Regions from separate parts of the Mus musculus genome. Here region 2 is linked to region 1. A link is a contact called in public HiChIP or PLAC-seq data. All regions are on one chromosome and are shown on one strand. Each heading gives the region's core, a stretch centred on a gene start, on an enhancer-like site or on the middle of the called end of the contact. The rest is flanking DNA. Distances are from core to core; before and after follow the strand shown.

The links. HiChIP or PLAC-seq counts read pairs in DNA pulled down with a chosen protein or histone mark.
Region 2: a contact with region 1 is called in an H3K27ac HiChIP or PLAC-seq map of embryonic stem cells, with 4 times the contacts expected there. The contact joins two enhancer-like sites. A contact is called at or near these places in 3 of 115 datasets of contacts at active chromatin or transcription factors (differentiating embryonic stem cells and embryonic stem cells).

Annotation. Positions count from the first base shown.
Region 1 is chr5:125,571,577-125,578,144 of GRCm38.p6, forward strand. The region is part of intron 1 of Tmem132b (transmembrane protein 132B); the gene reads left to right. Among named protein-coding and RNA genes, the nearest start is that of Tmem132b, 42 kb to the left of the region's middle. Within about 2 kb of position 3,470, at least 18 of the 459 cell types and tissues checked have an H3K27ac peak or open chromatin away from gene starts, as enhancers often do. A contact at or near this core is called in embryonic stem cells, where this site is marked.
Region 2 is chr5:126,101,249-126,107,816 of GRCm38.p6, forward strand. No RefSeq gene overlaps it. Among named protein-coding and RNA genes, the nearest start is that of Gm40329, 63 kb to the left of the region's middle. Within about 2 kb of position 3,418, at least 7 of the 459 cell types and tissues checked have an H3K27ac peak or open chromatin away from gene starts, as enhancers often do. A contact at or near this core is called in embryonic stem cells, where this site is marked.

The sequences.
Region 1 (6,568 bases), core at 2,220-4,719:
CTCCTTTAGATTTAGCTGTAAGGCATTTCTCAATTAGCGAACTGTCCCGGAGGGCCCCTGCTCATGGTAGGTTGGTGGTCCTGGGTTTTAGAAGCAAGCCAATAAGAAGTCAGCTCCTGCCTCCAGGATCCTGCCCTGTTTGAGTTCCCATCCTGACTTCCTTCAATGATAAACCGCAATATAGAAGTGTGAGCCAAATAAGTCCCTTCTTCCCCAACTTGCTTTATGGTCATAGTGTTTTTATCACAGCAAAAGAAACCCTAACCAAGACCCTAAGGTCAGAGATTCATGGAATGGGGGACCGTGGGTAGCTTTGCTATTTTTGGAAAATATGCTTGCTGATGGGAAGATAAAATGATATAGGTAGATTGGCAATGGCTACATTGTGGCCGCTTCTTGGGCTGGGTAGTAGGCAAATACCTTTCTGTAATGAAATCTGAATTCCTCACAAGGGAAAGAAGCCCTTGGGAGACCCAAAGATATTGGTTTAGGCCACAGGACTTCTTGGTATCCTTAACAAATGTATGAGAAGGTATGGAACGATCAGCCACAACATTTTGGCCAATAAGAAGGGACACTCAATACCTCAACCAATCCGAATGCAAGACCAATACCCTAAACCAATCAGAGTGGATGCTCAAGACCACAGCCAATCAGAAAAGGGAGCAGCCTTCACTCTTGTAGATTGGGTGTAGATGGTGATGCAGGGAAGAAGGAAAGGGCAAAGTTCAAGTAAGGAAGGTCGTGGCTTTCCCATCAGCCCGTGGGATCACCATGTCACCAAGTTTAGCTCTCTTCTTTGCCTTTATCGCTTTCTGGTATGATCTCATTTGTCTGTTCTCAGTGCTTTATTTGACACGAGAACAGGTGACTCTTCTGTCTTGAACCTGCATTCTCCGTGTGCCGCAAGCATACAGTAGGTGCCTGATAATGTCCATGGAGTGATGCGTCTTTAAGGGCCCCATCTGCAAGTCACAGGGCTGCCTGGCAGGCAGCTCCCGGTTTTTCACGTCTGCCGCTGCGGTAATTGTTACAAGGTGAGGTAATTAGACAAAAGCCGGAGACGTATTCAACCTTCTGAATGTTTAGAGTCTGTCAACGGGATCGAATCGGAACCCAATGGGGAGGTTACTCATGGCTGTTGGTCTTTTAAATGAAATTCTCCTTTCTTGGCTTGAAAAATGCCTCAAGAGCTGGGATGGAGCTGAATCTGTGGAGCCTTTCAGAAATGGTGGCTGCAATCAATCCCTTGGGAGCCGCTGGCAGTGACATCTGCCCGTTACTCAGGCAGAGAAAACAAGATGAATGGGGCTGGATTACGGCCCCGGGAAGAGCTTATCAGTCCCGCTTCTTTATGGTTTTTCAATGCTACACTATGGCTCTTCTCATGTGTGGACACACATGTCTCTAGGAACTGAGAGTCAGGACATGACTGGCCGTCCTGTGGCTCTTGGCTGGGCTCTCTACAGAATCTTCGGGCCAGTTCCCAGGGAGTAATGCTTAGCAACATGGCCGTAGATCCAGGACAAGGTTGCTTGCCACCTCTGAATTGGCCTTTTGAAATTGAATGAGTCTCCAATGTTTTGCTTTGTTTTGTTTTGTTTTTGTTTTCATAAGCGTGAAGACCTGAACTCGAACCTCAGAATCCATGTTTAAAAAAGAAAAATACTGGGCTTGGTGGCACGTGCTTGTAAGCCCAGCACTGGGGAAGTGGGGATGGAAAGATCCCTGAGCTCATTGCCTCATTTGGCATGAACTGGTCATGAACAACATCTATGGGGTCCCATGGTCCTCTTCTGCCCCCTGTAGGACTACACAACCCAGTGAGGGGATCCAAGGCAGGAACTCCAATAGGGCAGGAACATGGAGGCAGGAACTGATGCAGAGGCCATGGAGGGATGCTGCTTACTGGCTTGCTCCCCATGGCTCGCTCAGCCTGTTTTCTTTTAGCATCTAGGACCATCAGCCTAGGGATGGCTCCACCCACAGTGGGCTGGGCCCTCCTCCATCAATCATTAAATACTCTTCAGGCCTGCCTACAGCCCTAACTTATGGAGACATTTTCCCAACTGGAGTTCTCCCCTCTCAGATGACTCATATCAAACTCATATAAAATTAGCTGTTGATATAAAGAATAAATTTGTAGGCTCATATCTACCTTGACCTTATATCCTAGATTTCAAGACTGAATGCTGTTCATAAATCACCAAGTGTAGGGAAGTCAGGTTGTAATCAATGGATTTTATTTAATTCATTGCTATCACTAATATTATTGTGTGCATACATATGTTTTGGGGCCAGGTAAACCTTGGGTATCATTTCTTAGGAGCCACCCACATTCAAAAAATATTACTTCTGTGTATGAGTGTTTGTCTGCTTTTTTTTTTTTTTTTTTTTTTTGGTGGTCACATATGTGCAGGAGGCCATGGACAGCAGATGAGGGTGTCCGGTCCTCTAGAACTGAAGTCACAGATGATTGTAAGTCACCATGTGGGTGCTAGATACTGAAGCTAGGTCCTTTGCAAGAGCAAAAAGTGCTCTTAAGTACTGAGCCGTCGCTCTAGACCCCACCTTGCTTTTTGAGTTGAGGACTTGCTGACTAGGTGAAGCAGGCTGGTCGGTGGAGCCTCAGGGATGTGCCAGTGCTGAGATTAAAAGCACACAGCACCTTGCCTGGCTCTTTACATGGACTCTGGGGAATCAAACACTGGTCCTGAGGCTTGTATGGCAAATACTTTACCTTTAACAGTGCATGAAGCTGTGGGGCACCTTTCAGACCAGAGGAAGGTCCGGGAGCAGGCTGATCCGTTCCTAGCATTTATTTTTTTCTTCTTCTGGTAATCTTTTGTCCTTATCCCTACTCCTGTTCAGCATCAGACACAGAATGACGCCTCACAGACTGGGCCAGAGATCCATTTTGTATTCCTCAAGGATTTTCTGGGTTAAAAAAAAAAATGGACTAATATGAAAACACTGGACAAATTGCTCCTGAGTAATTCAGTTTGGGGGGGTGTGTGGAAGCAGGGGAAACTATGAAGGTATGAAGGACACCCCCACATTCCCACAGATGTGCGGTGCTGTGTGCATGGAAGCACCCTTCACGCAAAGCATGAGATCGCCACTTTGCCAAAGGCACTCCCCCAAGTTACCATTTATAATAGCTCTCCTTGGTAGCTCCCCTCAAGCTAGACAGGCTAGTCTCTGTCCAACACTGGAGGTGTTTCCACAGAACAGTGTCCCCAGTACAGAGGGGACACCTTGGCAGATGGGAAGCCATGTCCCTGTGAATTTGATATTCAAGCGTTGTGTGTTGGCTCCCTGGCTGTTTCTGTCTGGTCCCTGCAGGCGTTTATCTTTTTGACCCCGGCTCCTGCTAAGATTCAGGGCGGGGCTTCTGAAGGAGCTGGTTTGTGAGCACCTTGGAGAGTCTGCACTCCCAGATGCAGGCAGCCAGCCCTGCCCCTGTGGGATGCTCTAGATTGGAGTCTGTTTCATCCTTAATGAATGAACTGTGCAGCTCCCAGCAGGGGAGGCTTTTACCCAGCGGTTCTCCACTTAAAATCACGCTCTCCTTCTCTCTCCCAGACAACGCCTTTGCTCTCAGGAATTTAGCCTGTGGCTTTGGGGGCGACAGACACAGGTCTTGCCTTGGTGGGGGACAGTGATCTCCCCATCTTGAGCTCTGTTCTTCCTTTCATAAAACGTCTGCACCCTCTGCCTTCCATGAACGCAATGGATGTGTTTGGTAAAAACAAGAGCCACATAGAAACATCTAGAAAACAGTGACATGGAGATGCCTGGCTAGGCCCCTTCATATACCCCCTCCCCCACGCCCTCGGAGACTTTTCCTCGTTTGTCCTGCTTGGGGTGGAAGATCAGCCTGGGTTGGGTAAGGCCTTCCTACTCCACATATTGAAACAAAACAAACAAACAAACAAACAACAGCTGTCTGTCTGTCTCTGTCTCTTTTTCTCTGACTTTCTCTCTCTCTGTGCCTTTCTCTGACTCTGTGTCTGTCTCTTTCTCTGTCTCTCTCTGACTCTGTCTCTCTGTCTCCTTTTCTAACTTTCTGTCTCTGTCTCTCTTTCTCTCTCTGTGTGACATCTATGCTTTCTTTCAATATCCTGGGAATTTGGGAGTCTTTCTTAGCATCAGAGTGACCCAGGGCTCCCTGTTTGAACCCCAACTACTCCATTGTTAGTGGCAAGGTAAGGTGTCAGGCTTACACATTCTGTAATGTGATGGCTGTCATATTCTGTCATTTCTGACTGTCACTGAGTTTGAAAATGAATATCAATGGTGCTGGAGATTAGTACTTTACTTACAAAGGCCCCTTGTGTGGAGAAAGACTTGGTCCCCAGCTTGTGGCTAGTGTCAGGCACCTTCAGCAGGTGGGGCTTAGTGCGAAGAGGTTAGACCATTGGCTGCAGAGCCTGGAGGAAGTCAGGTCATTGGAAGGTGGGGGTGGAAGGCTGTGGGGGGAGGGGGGACCAAATGGGAGGAAGTCAGGTCATAGAGGGCAGGTGGGGGTGGGGGGCAGGAAGTCAGGTCATTGGGGGTGGGACCTAATGGGAGGAAGGCAGGTTATTGGGGGCAAATCCTTGAAAGGACTAACAGATTTAAGTTTTCAAGAGAAGCCAGGCATCAGGGTGGGGCTATGGCTTATCAGGAGAGCGCTCTCCTGGCATGCACAAAACCCTGGGTTCTATTCTCAGCACTGCTTAAACCAGGTATGGAATCGAAGGCAGGAGGACCAGGAGTTCAAGGTTATCCTCAGCCGTGTAGCAAATTGGAGGCCAGCCTGGGCTACCTGCCTCAAAAGCAAAACAAACAATCCAATAACAGAAGTTGTTTCTTGGGAGTTTGGTGGCAACAGGAGAGAGTAGAGGAAGGGAAAGATCATTCTAGACTCTTCTATTTTTTAAAGTTTTACACGTGGAAACATTTCATTTATTCAACACACTTAAACCTTTAAAATTAACACTTTAAACATTAAGTTGAGAAGAGAAGTAAAAGAGGCTCAGAGAGAGCAAGAATTTTCTGGGCATCATACAGCAGTGGGGAGGTAAGATCAGCGTCCCTCCTGCATCTCGCGGAGCTGTTTATTTTGTCACCTTGGCAATCTTCCTACACTGCCGCTGCCGCTGGGGGCTTTGCTTAGAAGAGACTATTCCGAGCTCTCCCTACCTTTTTAACTAGTGAGCTGGTATGCTTCACCAGCTGATGGAATTAATTGGGTTCTCTGTGGCCCTGCAGTCCTCCCCCTCCTATGTTTCAGTGGCCTCAGCCTGGAAGCCAGACGTGCTTTCTGCAGGACCCCGGGTTTCGAGATCTACCTCTGAGTCTATTTGCTGTTCCTTGGCGGCTCCCCCAGGTTGGCGCCACCACTTAGTGTTTCTAAGCTTGGCAGCTGCCTCAGGCCAGGTGCAGCTACCCAGTGCCTCGGACAGAATTCCAGTAACTTCCAGGTCTCTTCATGGCCTCACCTTCCTTCACCGGTGCCAGAAAAAAATAATGATTTTTTGGCTACAGCAAGCAGGATGACAAACTCGGGGCCTTTGTGGAGCCGGGCAGGCGGCCTTTCTAGTTGCCTGGCGCAGATGTATTTAAATGACATTTTATTTTTTTCTTGAAGATTAGAAAGGGAGAGAGCTGGATCCGTTGTGGGGCCTGGGGTGTGGTAATTAGTTCTTTAGCGGTGTCCCTGGCTCCTCGGCACAGTGGTTCATCAAGACATCTGGGGGAGGGTGCACTGCTTCCAAAACCAAGATGAATTAGAACGGTCACTTTTCTTAGACCCAAGGAGAGATGCCGACATCTGGGAATTAGCCAGTTGCTTGAGATTCCCCAGGGTGGGTAGACCAGCATGGAGTAGCTGATGGCCTGCTGCTTGCATTAGGCACAGTGTTAAGTCTGAAAGGAGGTGAGGGTGGGGCTTCAGGAACTGTGGTCTGAACATAGGATGGAAAACATATACAAAGGGGAGTGAGTGTCATGAGACCTTGTCTGTTCCAAGTACCCCAGCTCCACCATCCTAAAAGGATATTGTCTCGTCAGAGTCCCAGGGGTCCTCAGCTGTTTCTCCTAGATGGCAGGGGGTGATGGGGTAAGCCATTTACCCCCCTCCCGCCCCGCACCCCATGCCCTGACTTCCAGGCCTGTGTTTGTTCTGGAAATTGACCCCTAGGGCACCCCTGAATATGTAAGTATGTAAGGTATCATATGGGTGTGTGGATGTGTGTGTACACGCTGAGGGAGGCCACAGGTTGACTGTAGCTGTCTTCCTCTGACACGATCCACTTTACTTAACTTTTTTTTTTTTTTTTTTTTTTTGGTTTTTCGAGACAGGGTTTCTCTGACTTAATTTTTTTGAAAAGTATTTTATGTGTATGGGAGTTTTTTTTTGTTTGTTTGTTTTGTTTTTTTTAAAAGATTTGTTTATTATATGCAAGTACACTGTAGCTGTTTTCAGACACTCCAGAAGAGGGTGTCAGATCTTGTTACGGATGCTTGTGAGACACCATGTGGTTGCTGGGATTTGAACTCAGGACCTTTGGAAGAGCAGCTG
Region 2 (6,568 bases), core at 2,168-4,667, 530 kb after region 1:
TAGAGATATGTTTTCTTTCATGCTTTTTCCACTAGGAAGAAGAGAGTGGAGAGCCACTGAGTCTTGTGTCTATGTGCATGCACACGTGCACACACACATACGTACATATTGCATGTGAGTGCATGCACAGGACACAACGGGATCTCAGATGTCTTCCTCTATAACTGTGTATTACTGCCTTTGAGATGATGTGTTTTACTGAACCAGATCATGCCTGTTTGACTTGCCCAGCCCAGCCCAGGCCAGCCCAGCCAATAAGCTTTTGGCATCTCCTGGCTTCAGCCTCACCAATGCTAAGAGTTACAGACACCTGTAAACTTGTCTGGTGTTTAAATAGATGCTGGGGATTTGAACTCAGGTCCTCATACTTGAAGAACAAGATCCTTCTCAGCGGCCCAGTCTTTAATCTTAATGAAGGATCTTCTTCACAGTCTTCAGAGTATCCTTGGGATAGTGAGTCCTTGTCCTTGAGTCTCATTGTCCTTTGTTGCATTCAGAAGTGTCGACTCTTCTATAAATGTTTGAACTTTGTATATTGGGTGGGTGCAGTGCCTTCATTACTGTTTCTACTGCTGTGACCAAACATGATAAACAAAAGCAACTTGGAAGAAAGAGCTCATTTCAGCTTATAGCTTGCAATCAGTCCCTCATTAGGGGAGGTCAAGGCAGGAACCTGGAAGCAAGAACAGAAGCAGAGGCCATGGAGGGATGCTGCTTATTGACTTGTTCCTCGTGGCTTACATAGTCTGGTTTCTTATAGCATCTAGAACCACTTGTACAAGGGTAGCGCCATCCACAGTGAGATGACACCCCCCCCCCCCCACCAATCAATCATTCATCAAGAAAACATCCCGCAGTCTTGCCCACAGGCCAATCTGACCTACTGTTTATTGAGGCTCCCTCCTCCCTGTTGACTCCAGCTTATGTCAAGTTGACACAAAATGAACCAGCACAGATGAGAAGCACAGTTAGAAGTCTCACCTCTGGCTTTACATCTTTCAAAATTTAACAATTGAGAGAAACAGCCACAAATAGCTATTTGTTCTAAAAGATATATCTCAGGAGCCACATCTCCTGCAGGGAACTTTCCAATCAGTTGGTGAGGTAATGAAATAAGGTGGAAGTGTTGGAGAGGTAATATATTATCCATTACATGCAACCAACAATGCTCCCAAGGTCTTAGCATCATGTGACAGAGCTGCAGTTCTTAATCTGTGGGTCAAGACATCACGAGGGTCCCTTTTCAGATCTACTGCGTATTAGGTATTGAAGTGGAAACTTAAGGGTTCTTTAGGAAGCCAGTTGGATGGTGTTTTGCTGGGGCAAACTCATGAAGGAGTGTTTAGCTGAAGTGGATACAGGTGAAAGGCTAAGGCAGACTTGTAAGGGAATGTTTCGCAGACACAGACACAGGTGAAATGATGTTCTGTTAATGAAAACATTTGGGGCTGGTGAGATGGCTCAGTGGTTAAGAGCGCTGACTGCTCTTTCAAAGGTCCGGAGTTCAAATCCCAGCAACCACATGGTGGCTCACAACCATCTGTAACGAAATCTCATGCCCTCTTTTGGAGTATCTGAGGACAGCTATAGTGTACTTACATATAATAAATAAATTAATCTTAAAAAAAAAGAAAGGGCATGTGATGAGAGATTCTGTGCTAGCAGCACACTTGTATTGGTCTGCCCTACATTGCATAGTTGAGCTGCATTTGTCGGGACACCATAGAGAGAAACACACCAAAAAAAACTTCTGGTGGTATGCTGCTTCTTTGGACCTGAGCTAATTTGCAGGGTAATGTCATCTGAAGCAGGTACACATGCTGAGGCAAGATCCCGGGAGGACGTGGGATGTTTGGAGGGCATACCAAAAGGACTTGACACACAGTGACAGAGGCTTGCTTATAGAGCCAGTTGTGCAACACTTGTGGTCTCGAGTCTTCCCTGATCTTTGCTTCCCTGAAAGAGGCACAGCCAAGAACTTCTCCTGGTGTCCCTCTGGGACCCCTTTGCTGACTTGTGTGAGGCTGGGGCCTGGCTGTCTCTACTAGGTCGTGCCACCTTGGAAAATTCGTGTTTGCTATCCTAACTCTGCTGAACTAGACTGCTGGTGTATCCGTGAAGTGTTTACAAGTGGATTGAGCTACCACTGCTAACCTGTGAACTGAACTGTCGATTTCGAGACAACACAGACAACAGGAGTTGCTCCAAAGAACCTTTCTATACAGATCCACTTCCCTCATTTCCTTTCTTTTCCACTACCTCTGGTGGGTGATGGGCTACAAGGGACACATTTAAGAACCATCACTAAAAATAGGTTTTAGAAAAAATTAAAGTTACAAGGTATTTACATTACAATTCACTAGCAATAGCAAAATTGCAGTTATGAGGTAACAACAAAATAATTTTATGGTTGGGGTCACCACAACACGAGGACCTGTTCTGCCACGTTCTCCGGTCGAGTCAGCGTAACAGGCTGAGGCTTGAAAGCTACTCATGAGGCAAAAGAGTTTCACAGAAACTCACTCCTGGAGTCTGGCGTGTATGGATCCATGTGCTCTCTTTTAGTATTATCTTATTATAAGTGCCTTTTAAGATTGAATTCTGACATAGCTAAAGCCTTCTGCCAGTGTTCCAACAGTCCTAGAACGTCCTTGAGCAAGACCATGGGCTTGAAATTCAGTAAGAATGTTGCTAATCAGAATAGCCTCTGGTACTACACTATCACTTTGAATAAAAGCTAAGTCACTCCCTTACACAGGAATTTACCATCACTAAGGAAGAAGGAAGTTTCAGACTATAGCTGAGTTACACCCATACACACGTATTTACAATGGCCTAAGGGGAAGGTGGACTATACAATAGACTAAAATAGGAACTATGGCAAGGGCGCGAAGCCCTTGACCCTGGCTTCTAAGATTAGTGAATCTTAGGGGGAGCCCTTGTTGTTCCCAGTTGTTAACAATAAATTCTATCCCAGGTGGTTCCTGTTAGACCTTTTGTGTTTGCATTCCTCTGTTTTTGTAAGATTCCAGTTACCTCTTTGTACCTTGCGGGTATGTCATCCAACTTCCTTATTGTCTTCTGCATAAAAAGTCTGATGCTCGATTTGACATTACATTCAGATCCAACACAACCTCTCCTGTGTGCATCCGTCTGTCAATTCATCCGACGCTTTGCCCACCCGCAACTAGAGACCCGCTCCACACAGACAAAGGGGCCCAGAGGGTCTGCGGCACTGTTCTAAAGGATCACAGCATTAGGAAGGTTGAGAACCACTGTTATAAAGAGTGCTAAGGGTTTGGATCTGAAATGTCTCAAAGGCTAACAAGCTATAGGCTTGGTCTCAGTCACAGCAGTGTTCAGGGCGATGTTTGGGGAGTGGTTGGACCTGAGAGCTCTGATCCGGACCTATGTATAACTTGATGGTCTGCAGAAAGGTGACAGATGGGGGGTGGGACCTCGCTGAAGAAAGTGGATAGTTGGGGACTATATCCTGTCCTTGTTCCTCGTCCCTGCTGCTCTTGCCTTGCTGACTGCATAAGGCAAACTGATTTACCCTGACCCTGGGTCACACCACAGCCCAGAAACAAGACAGCTAGTGGAATACTTTTGAAACTCTAAAATTTATTTCTCTCAAATGTTTCTTACAGTTATGGAAAGCTGACTAACAAAGAGGGTGTCTACAGACCCATGTCAGAATAAATGTCAGCCAGGGGAGATTTACAGGGCCATAATATCTCCGGGTGCCTGTTGTCCCTCCCTCTCCCCACCTCCTGTCAATTTAACAAAGGTGCAACCAAACCTACACACTTCTCACCCAGGCCTTAGGGGATTTAGAGCATTTTTAACCTGCAGCTTTTGTGGTTAACCCCCTCTGTGTCTTTGAGATGCAAATATGCCTTTAAAAGCCCCTTTTTCATTTTACAACCAAGATTCTTCTTAAGAACCCAGAGCCATCCTGCTAAGAGGGACCCATCCAAGGAAGTAAAGCCCATTCCAGCCCCTGTGTGTGTGTGTGTGGGGGGGGAAATAGCCCACCTAGGGTGCAGAGACCTCTCTCAGAATCACAGCACAAAAGTTTACCCTGAGAGCACATTTAACTCTGAGGATGAAAATTATGTGAATCTCAGGTAAATGGGTGCAAGTGGACATCCTTAAGCTGAAAGGTTAAAAGCAAGAAACAAGGTTCAGAAAGACAAATGTTGCTTTCTCTCACATGCAGAATCTAGACCCTACCCCCATCCCACCCCAACTCCTCCACATACTCAGGAAAGGAGAAATAAATAGAGGCACAGCATAGATCAATAGATCTGTCTTGAAAGCAGAAAGGGAGATTATCTGTGGAGAGAAAAGAGACTAGGAAGGTGAGAAGATGGGGGGAGGGGGAGAGCAAAATTTAATGGCATGTTTAAAGATATTATAATGAAACTCGCCCCTCCCCTTTTTTGTGTGTTAACCAAATTGGTTGGTTTTGGACCCTGGGACAAGGGACTGAGGTGCATATTTTACATGTCAAAGCAGACCTGGCCTCCAGGTTCTCCCAGCATCCCTCAGTCCCTACTTGGCAGACCCTGCCCCCAACCCTGAACTTTCCAACTCAGTGACTGGGCTGCCCTTTCCCCAGAGACTCATCCCTATATAATCTAGACATTCTGGTCTGTCACTTTCCTCCTTCTCCTCCTCCTCCTCCTCCTCCTCCTCCTCCTGCTCCTGCTCCTCCTGCTCCTCCTCCTCCAGTTTCTCTGTGCTCTTTCTCTCTTTCTTCCCCCGCCCCACCCACCCAAAGGTGACTTCCCTGGCCTCAACCCTTGGAGTATGCTCACCCACTAGAGAGCAGCTTCCTAATCTGCCTTTAATCTAATATCTAATCTGATTTAAATTGGCTCATGTCACTAGTAGAGAAATAACCTATCAAAAATCAAACAAGGCCAATTAGCAAAGACATGACTCTGTTGACCTTTGCTACCGCAAAATTGAGCTCAGACCATGACAGTTGTGATGATAGTGGTAATTTAGGATTTGGGTGATCCAGTGAACGTTCACAGGCTTGTGGTGAAGTGTGATCACTTTCCCAGTGGGATGGGTGATGTAGGATAGAATGCAAGTGTGGTGGTTTGAATTATAATATCCCATCGGAGCCTATAGGTTCTTTATATTTGCATGCTTAGAGTCCAGTGGATAAGCTGCTTGGGAAAGTTTAGGAGGTGTGGCTTTGTTGGAGATGTGTCTATAGGGGTAAGGTTTGCAGTTTCAAAAGCCTAAAACAGGTCTCAGCTTGCTCTCTCTCTCTCTCTCTCTCTCTCTCTCTCTCTCTCTCTCTTTGCCTGTTACATAAAGCTCTCAGTTACAGCACCATGCCAATCTGTTTCCCACTATGATGGTCATGGACCAACTTTCTAAAATGGTAATCGAGCCCTCAGTCAAACACTTTCTCTTATAATAGTTACCCTGGTCATGATGTCCCTTCACAGCAAAAAGAAAAGAAACTAAGGCAAGCAGATAAAGTTTTAGGGATAGGAGAGCAGACTGGAGAGCCTTACCTAGAAATCCAGTTGAAGCCTGTTGGCAGCAAAGAAAAACTCCAGAACAATTAACAACCCTTGTCTCATCTTTGGCCACACATACCACACACACATCTTTGGCTCTTAAGGTACATCTCGAAAGGCTACTCAACCCCCCCCCCTTCTCTGATAGCACATAGAATTATAATCTAATTTGACAAAGTAAAGCTGTAAGACCCCCGAAAATGGGGAGACCTCTGCTCAAGTCCAGGGATGAGCTGGCCGGCACCCCAATAACTCGAGAGAAAACCACACCTGATGCAAGCTGCAAGAGGCTTTATTGTCAGCTAGCTGAGGACCAACTCCTTTTACTGTGCAGGGAAGGGGAGTTCGACCCTGAGCAGTAACAGTAGGGGGCTTTTAAAGGAAAAAGTGAGGAATTGGGAGAAGTTGGGAGGAGCTGGGAGGAGAGTTGGGAGGAGTTGGGCTACAACTCTTCTCTGGCAGGTGGTCTTGGTAAAATTACAAGGCATGAGGAGTGGGAAGTGAGTTGTAGCTCTTCTTTGTGGAGTTTATCTCTGTGTCCTTGCACAGGGAGCCAGGCAAGCGCCTGGCTATGTCCTTTTACAATTATCGTATCTCTGGTTGTAAGGTATAGAAACAAAAAGGCTTTTTGCTGGCTATAGAGAACAAAGAGCTTCTTTCTGGCTGTATTTTTAGAGATCAGGGAAAACAAGCTTGGGGAACATCCAGGAGCTTTACCTTTCAGGGAGAAACTCTAAGTCGGGGTCTCACAAAGCCAGGAGCCACTAGGGCTACATAGGAGGCTTAGGACATGCCTTTTCCCTGTGAGCAGCGTTTCTGGTGACATTTCTAGAAAATTGCAGGTTCATAACTAGGAAGGGAGAAAGGCCTCACCTGTCTGTCTTCCTTTATCTGCCTACCTAACTTCCTTAAAGGAGCCCACAGCCATACTCCTAGGTCTGTCTTGCTTTTTTTTTTCTTTCTAAGTTCATGCCATTCTCTCTTTAAAAAAAATTTTTATTAGATATTTTCTTTATTTACAT